2 separate regions of the Mus musculus genome follow, and region 2 is linked to region 1. The links are chromatin contacts, called in public HiChIP or PLAC-seq maps. All regions are on one chromosome and are shown on one strand. The core of a region is the stretch at or near the end of the contact, and the rest is flanking DNA. Distances in the headings are between cores, read along the strand shown. Region 1 holds the start of Lockd (lncRNA downstream of Cdkn1b). Region 2 holds the start of Art4 (ADP-ribosyltransferase 4).

What was found. HiChIP or PLAC-seq counts read pairs in DNA pulled down with a chosen protein or histone mark.
Region 2: a contact with region 1 is called in an H3K27ac HiChIP or PLAC-seq map of regulatory T cell precursor, with 10 times the contacts expected there. The contact joins the promoter of Art4 here to the promoter of Lockd in region 1. A contact is called at or near these places in 2 of 39 promoter capture datasets (liver and pre-B cells) and 3 of 115 datasets of contacts at active chromatin or transcription factors (large pre-B cells, regulatory T cell precursor and thymic regulatory T cells).

The regions. Positions count from the first base shown.
Region 1 is chr6:134,927,128-134,930,794 of GRCm38.p6, reverse strand. Lockd (lncRNA downstream of Cdkn1b) reads right to left here and starts at 1,703. Exons shown (of 2, transcript NR_037956.1): 1 at 1,510-1,703.
Region 2 is chr6:136,855,972-136,859,906 of GRCm38.p6, reverse strand. Art4 (ADP-ribosyltransferase 4) reads left to right here and starts at 2,307. Exons shown (of 3, transcript NM_026639.2): 1 at 2,307-2,744. The coding sequence starts at 2,664.

The DNA.
Region 1 (3,667 bases), core at 454-2,953:
CACTGCCATTGCTGGCTTTTTATATAAGTTCCGGGAATCCAAACCCGGGTCGTCATGCTCACACGGAAAACACTTAACCTCCCCCTCCCCACCCCCAAGACCTAGATGTCCATAGATTTCTATTTAGCTGTTCCAGAGCCTAAATGTAAAGGCTTCACTTTAGTATGAAAAGTTAGGGTGGATACAGTAGCACGTGCCTACAGTCCCATCTGGTTAAGAGATTACGTCAGACACATCAAGTTCAAGACCAGCAAGAAGTAGAGGGAGGGAGAAAGAGGGAGGGGAGCCATTATTAGTAGTAATGCATTTATTTTTGACCTGGGACTCATAGAGATCCATCTGCCTCTGCCTCACGAGTACTGGGATTAAAGCTGTACACCACCATGTCCAGTGGGGTTTTATTTATGACCTCCTTTGTTTGTACGCTTGTTGGTATATTCGAGGTAGGGAGGGTTATATGCAGCCCAGGCTGACTGCAAAGTCTCTCAGTATCCTAAGCAGGCCTTGAACTCCTGATCCTCCTGCCTCCAGCTCCCAAGTGCTCAGATTACAGGTGTGCTCCACCATGCCAAGCCCAAGTTTCCAAGCCTGTTTTCACAGTCACGTGCTATCTGAATCTTTATCTATGACACCCCTGTCCGGGGACCATCCAAATCCCTGCTTGGCTCACACTCAAGATGAAGACCTGTTTCTGAGACTAGCTTCCTCCTTCCAGGGATGTGGTTTTCCTCATGGACTGCTCATTCTGATCGGATGTGTCCTCTGAAAGGCAGAGGTAAGCACTGAGCCTCTAACAGAGTCCATGAATACAGCCTGGAGAGCAGCTCAAACATGTTGGTTTATGGACGGGGTCAAGGAGCTTAGTGGACTGGGAGAGGTAAGGTCAGAACTAGACAGCTAAAAAACTAAGAACATGGCATACTGGTTCAGGGGCCAATGGAGGCTAAGGCTGGGCTTCTGGCTAAAACAGACTGAAAGGAGATATCAGGAGAAATTATTTTAAGGAAAGAAAAAGGGAAGAAAAAAAAAAGGCAAAGGCAAAGAAAGGTATACATATGAGATGTCCCTGATAAAGAGAAAGACTGATCTAGGACTACTGTTTAATTATTATGACGTTTTAAAAGCTTCACTGCAAAGAAAAACATAGTTGGATCCTAATTAATAAAAGCCATCACTTGTATTAGACCTGTTCTACTAATTGAATCCTCCTAGATCTTAACAAACTCTTTCCAATGAGTTTCCTGACCCAGAAATCAAAAGGGGACTTTATGTCCCCTTCTCATCCTCACAAGGGGGGGTGGGGAACCAAACCTGGAAAACAGACAGGTTCCCCCCCCCCTTTAAGGTTAAAAAGGAAGAAAATGACACCGACTGCCTTTGTCCTGATGGATTTTGACACTCTAACCCCAGAAATAACACCTCTTTTGCTCTATATAGAGTCTATAGCCACACCTTGTATTTGGTTGGTTTATTCCTATGACGGGTAATATTCATTTCTAGGATAACTACCCGCTCCCGCCCTCCCCAAGTCTACCTTTCCAAGACAGGGGAAGGTGCGTCCTCGTCGAACTCCCGCCTGTACCTTCCTAGTACCTCTGGCCAGCAGCCTGTGTGCCCGTGCTCCCTGGACATCCGTGAATGTTTGATGCTACATCTCTACCCAAACTGAAGCTTCCCGCCTGCATTCTGTCAACGGCACTTGCGGGCGGGGCGGGGGGGGGGCAACTTTTGGAACAGAAAGCTCCACCCATCCTACTCCCTACTACCTGCAATCAAACCAGCTAAAACACCCCACCTCAGACTCCCCAACTAAGTCTCATCACATGATCTACCGTACGGTAATTTTTTTTTTTTAACAAGAAAACAAGCATCCAAAAAAAAAAAAAAAAAAATTCAAACTGCAGGCGCGAGCCAATGGGGAAGCAGGGGAAGGTGGGCGGGGGAAGCGCGGCGGGCTGGGCGGGGACCCGCGGACCTGTGGACCGAAGGATTCGTAAAACGCAGCAGGCGCACGGTTTAGGCTTTTTTTTTTTTTCTTCCAAAACTCAGTTAAGCGCGAGGCTCCGCCTGCAGCTGCAGCCTCGCAGATCCACCTTAAATCTTCAGTGGACTCGGTGCAGGGGTCAGTGGGCGCAGCCAATGCCAATCAAGTTTACAACCACCAGCTCGGGACGAGGGAGGGGGGGTTTGGGGAAGGCCAGAGGGAGAAACTTCAACTTCTCGCTTTATATGCACACATCACACACGCGCACACGCAAACACACGTACGCACGCACATGCACACGCACACAAAGGGAAGGAGGGGGCCAGAGACCGGCGCTCCGCCGCCAAGTAACAAGTTTGCAAACGCTTCTAAGCTCGCTGGCCGCGGCCTGGACGCGCTTCCCGCGTCCCGACCCGAGCGCCATGATGGTGGCTGCGGTTCTCAGTCCGGGTTCTGGAGGGGGAGCCGCAAATGATGCAATCCCCCGGCCGGCGCCCGAACCGCGCGCCCTTCTCCCGGCCTTTTTCTTAACGTTCCTTTTAGAGGCGCGTCGAGGTTTCGCGCCCAAAGCATGGATAAGGGGTTTTTCTTTTGTTTTATTTTTTAAGATTTCCTAATTTCTGGTTCCTACCTCTGCTGAGTCCTTATGCATGATAAGTCTGTGACTTGGATGGAGGCCCGAGGGACTTGAGACTTGAGTGTACGTGGAAATAAGTGCACTTTCGGTTCTCCGGGATCCGCCTGTGGCTGACCCCACCCTATTACAACCCCACGCGAGTGAAATCAGGGAGACGACCCCATAGGTTTCTAAGTAGGATCCATGGCCTTTTTACCCCTCAGTGTCGTTTGCAAGGTTTCTTTTTTGCTTTAATTTTATTATTTTTTAAAGCCAGGAAAGGGGGGGGCAGGAGTAGGGTGTGGCTCAGGTGAAAGATGGCAAATGAAAAAGAATCCATGCTCTGAAAAACAGATCAGGGATCCTAAGTGGACTTCTAAACAAAACACCTTTTAGTTCAAAGCGCTAGACGAGCAATCGTGTTTTCTGGTGATGATGGTGTAATGGCGAAGGCAATTCTCTGGCTCCCAGGAAAGGTCGCTCAGTGCAGCCAGGGTGGTGGGCACACAGTGGCTTGAAAGGCCGACTGCTTGCTCCCTCCCACTAGTGAATGTCCATAGTCCCCCAATCTAACCCATCACAGCCCCCTCCCCAAATCCTTATTTCCCCCAGTTCTTCCTTGCCCAGGTCTGCGGTTCTGGACAGCCAAGGATGCAAAGGTGGGGGGCACTTTGCAAGCAGGGTGAAGGGCAGGGCTGATCACCGAAAGCGGCAGTGGTTCTCCACAGTTAGGCGCGCATTGGTGACGGTCGCTTAGCCGCCAGCGAGCCGGGAAGGCTTTCGAAATCCGCGGGGCTGCGGATCATTGGAGCCCTGCGGTAGGGGTGGGAGCGGGCTGCTGCCCTGGAGGGTCCACGAACTCCGGGAAATTGGTCCCTTCGGGCAAGTCCCCCAGAACTCAGTGAGCGGCGGGGTGTCCTCTGGGAAGGGTCGTGGGCCTTCCATAGTGATTTTCTTCGTCTGGAGGATCGATGGTGAGGAAGAAAGGTTTCTAAGAAGTAACCCAGCCCGGCTGCGCGGATAGAGGCGCGGCCGCTTTTTTGCGGCCTGCGGGCGCCCGGGGCGCG
Region 2 (3,935 bases), core at 1,058-3,557, 1.9 Mb before region 1:
CACATGTGTACCTTTTGTCTGTGGAGACTGGATGAGGATATAAGACCCCCTGTAGCTGGAGTTACAGTTCACTGTGAGCTGCCGTGTGGGTGCTGGGAGTCAAACCCAGCTCCTCTGTGAGGGTGGCAAACCGTCTTACCCACTGAGCCATCTCTCCAGCCCCTGGATTTACATCTTTATAGTGGCCGAGTGCGTCTCCTAAAGGCTCTGCAAGTGATGAAAGGCGACAGACGTGCACACGTTCCATTCCACCAGAATCTGTCTCCTGGCTGTCATACTGTGTCATGGTTCATGAGACACAGCTACAGGAAAGAACTGTGTGTGGCAGAGCACACAGGCTTCACTGTGCCGGGTCAAATCCATGGCCAGTTCAAATTGCTGTTAGGTTAAAGGTAAGTTTAAGACTTACAGAGCCGCTGGCTGTGGCGACAAACACCTTTAATCAGAGCACTCAGGGAGCAGGGGCAGCATATCTCTGTAACACTGAGGCCAGTCTACACAAACTGTTCCAGGCTAGCCAAGGCTACAGAGTTAGACTCGGTCACAAAGAAGGGGGGAGGGAGGAAGAAGAAAAGAAGGGAAGAAAGAGAAAAATGAACCACAGAGTAAAATCTTATTTAAAAGCCATTTTTAAAGTCCATTAAGAAACTGGCTGAGTTTCACCTCCTCGCGGTACATTCTCTATGCTTGCCCTTGCCTAATCCTCGCTAGTTCCGATGTCTCCACCTATGCACCTATTCTGATCCTGAGCAGCTAGTCAATTTTGTCAAGTATTAGGTATTAGTGGGAAACAGTAAACATGGCTTTATCTTAAGTTTGGAGCTCTTGAGCACATCTGTAATCCCAGCACTCCTGAGACAGGGACAGAGAATCAAGAATTCAAGGCAAGTTCGAGCTACACACACACACACACACACACACACACACACACACACACACACACACATTAATAGTAAATGTTACAGTGCTGGCTGCTGATGCAGCTGCATTGGTCGAGTGCTTGTCTAGCATAAAGGCCTGGCAGTCTGACCCCCCAGTACCATAGAAACAGGTTATGATGGCTTACCCCTGCTATTCCAGTACCCAGGAGATAGAGACAGAGGATCAAAGATTGAGTGTCAGCCTCAGTTCCATATTGAGTTCAAAACCAGCCTCGGATATATGAGACACTATCTTGAAAAAAACCCTTGAAAAATTAATCATTAGGGCTGGAAAGACGGCTCTGCTGGGAAGGCACTGGCCATGCAGCTCACAGGAACTCATCAGGCAGAGCAACAACAGAACAAACGCAGCACGCGCCTGCAGTCCTAGTATGGGGACGCAGACACGGGGCTTCTCAATCCACTACCAAATCTGTGAGCTCCAGGTTCACTGAAAGCCCGGATCAAAAACTAAGGTGGAGAGTGAGGGGTAGGAAGACACTCAAGTTGAACACACACACAAGCACACACACACACACACACACTTGTGAGAAACAAACAAATAAATAAATAAAACATTAATGGGAAACAAACAGTATACAAAGTCTTGTGATTTCACTTCTGCTCTGTGTGTGTGTGTGTGTGTGTGTGTGTGTGTGTGTGTGTGTGTTGTGGGTATAAAGCCAAAATGTAAATCAAAATAGTGGCTTTCTCCAAGCAATCATTTTGAATAATTAGCGTTCCTTCTTTTATGCTTCTATGACTTGGGAAACTTCAGACAGACCAATATTTAACGTGGTAAAAAGAAAGCAGGACCACAATTCCCAAGAACGGAATTTGGTTCTTGTCACAGTTAGATAAGAGGCAGGGAACATAAACAACGTCTGCGAGCCAGCAGACTCTGAAAGGTCGGGAGTAGTGGAAGGACAGCCAGACTTGAGCAGGAAATGTGGTTAACAGTGGAAAGTCGGACTTAACTCCTGCCTGCGGGCCTCATTGCAGATTACAATAGATAGAAAACCTGAAGCTCTCAAAAGAAATAAACATTCAAAGCTGTGACTCCAACAGCCCCCGTCTCTGAACGGGGATGTTTCAAACACACCGTGGAGAGGCAGCAAAGAACACACAACATTAAAAGCCTGTGCTGCTGGAGGGCAATCATTCCAGGGCAGGGCTATCAGCACTGCCAGATGAGCCTGACACAGGTCCACCTTAAGATCGCATCTCCCCAGCTGCGCTTCATGTGCCACTGCAGTGGCTCACAGGGAAAGCCTGGGGCTGCAGATAATGGGACTTGGCCCGAGTACTCCTGGAGCATGCCTTTTCTTGTCGATCTGGGAAAGGCAAGGCTGAACTGCACAGCCTGACCCTGAACAGACCCTTGGCATTCCCCTGCATGCCGACTAGACAGAGAGACGGTTTTTGCCTTCTTTACACTGAAAACCATTCTGTGCCGCGCACATCTGGCCCTTTCGCGGAGACTTCAACACTGCAAAGGCGCTAGACTTCTACCTTGGAGGAAACTGTCGGTTGTTGAGGTTGTTGATATTCAACAGAAGTCACAGTTGCGGCAGGAGCAGAACCTCAGACACAGCCGGAAAAGAAAATGCCAAAGGAGGACTCTAGAGCGTATTCTGGGACGAGGCTTTCAGAATAAAGAAGTGTTGCTGACACAAACCACCAAGCTGCCCACTGACCAGTAGATCTAAGAGAACGTGTCTACCAAGTGCTACAGACAGGAGGATGGCGCTGTGGCTTCCAGGAGGGCAGCTCACCCTGCTGCTACTGCTCTGGGTCCAGCAGACACCCGCGGGGAGCACTGAGGTAGGGGCTATCGAAAAGTTGGTCTCTCATGATCAACGATGCACCAACAGGCTATTCACCTGGGGGCCACCTAATTGCTAAGAACTTAGCCACTGGCAATCTAAGAATAAACAATGTTAGTAAAGAGTGACAGGGAAAATTGCTATAAAAATTAAAAATTTTTAAGTCATAAATCTGGCATAATTGATGTGAGTGCCATTGAGTTATTTTCCCGATTCTTTTAAGTATTAAAGCAATGATTCCACCGGGGCAATAATGTAGACTAACCTGTTTAACTCAAAACCGCTTTATACAGATAGCACACATTTGGAGTATCCTAATTTTAAATATCTATAAACTAAAAATAAGCTAATGATAATGGGTGACACAGGAAACATTTGAGATCTGGAGACATGTTAAAAATGTGTCAGAGTTCATTTTGATATTTGACAGAATGTGATTCTTGGCTTGGATTAATGGAAGCTTGTTTTAAAATCTGGTGCACTGGTTCACATCATCCAATCAGTCTGTAAAATTGACTCTAGATTGTATGTAACTAGACAGCATGACATCATAAATCACACGGTTAAAATACCAAACCGTGTGTTCTCTAGCTCCGCCCCCAACAACGCTGGCCTTGGGCAGAATCTTGCCTTTTGGTGAGTGCTGCTCATGAGAAAAGCATCGTTGTTTTGCCCAGAAATGGTTGAGTGTAGGTGATGCTGATACAGTTCTCACTAACGAGCTGACCGAAGCCAGGGAGCCTCCTTTCGGCACCCTCTAGACAACATTCAACTGTTTCCCCACCTCCAAGAGGGGTGTACTTTCCAGCCCCTCGCTCACCAAGAGGAGGTGCTCCCAGGCACGGCCCCACTGCTCCCCTGAAACGCTGTTTCTCGAGCTTTGGAAGCGCAGCTGCATGCACGGGTTCTGCCCTGCTCTCCACCCTGGAGCCTGGCTAGTCTTATGTCTGTGGCATAAGTGCTTCTCCCCCAAGACAAGCTGTTACCTGAGAGGTCTCAGTCCTGCACTGCCAGTAGCTGGAGAGACAAGTCTGACAGGCTCTGGAATTTACTCTTAGTCCAACTTTCCACCAGATCCAGAGGTGTGTGTGCACCCGGGGGCTAATTGAGGAAGAAGGTGACACTTCAGCTTCCTTGTTTGCTTTAGGTTTTTTCCCCTCCTTTTTGTCCTAGAATCTAAGTCAGCAAG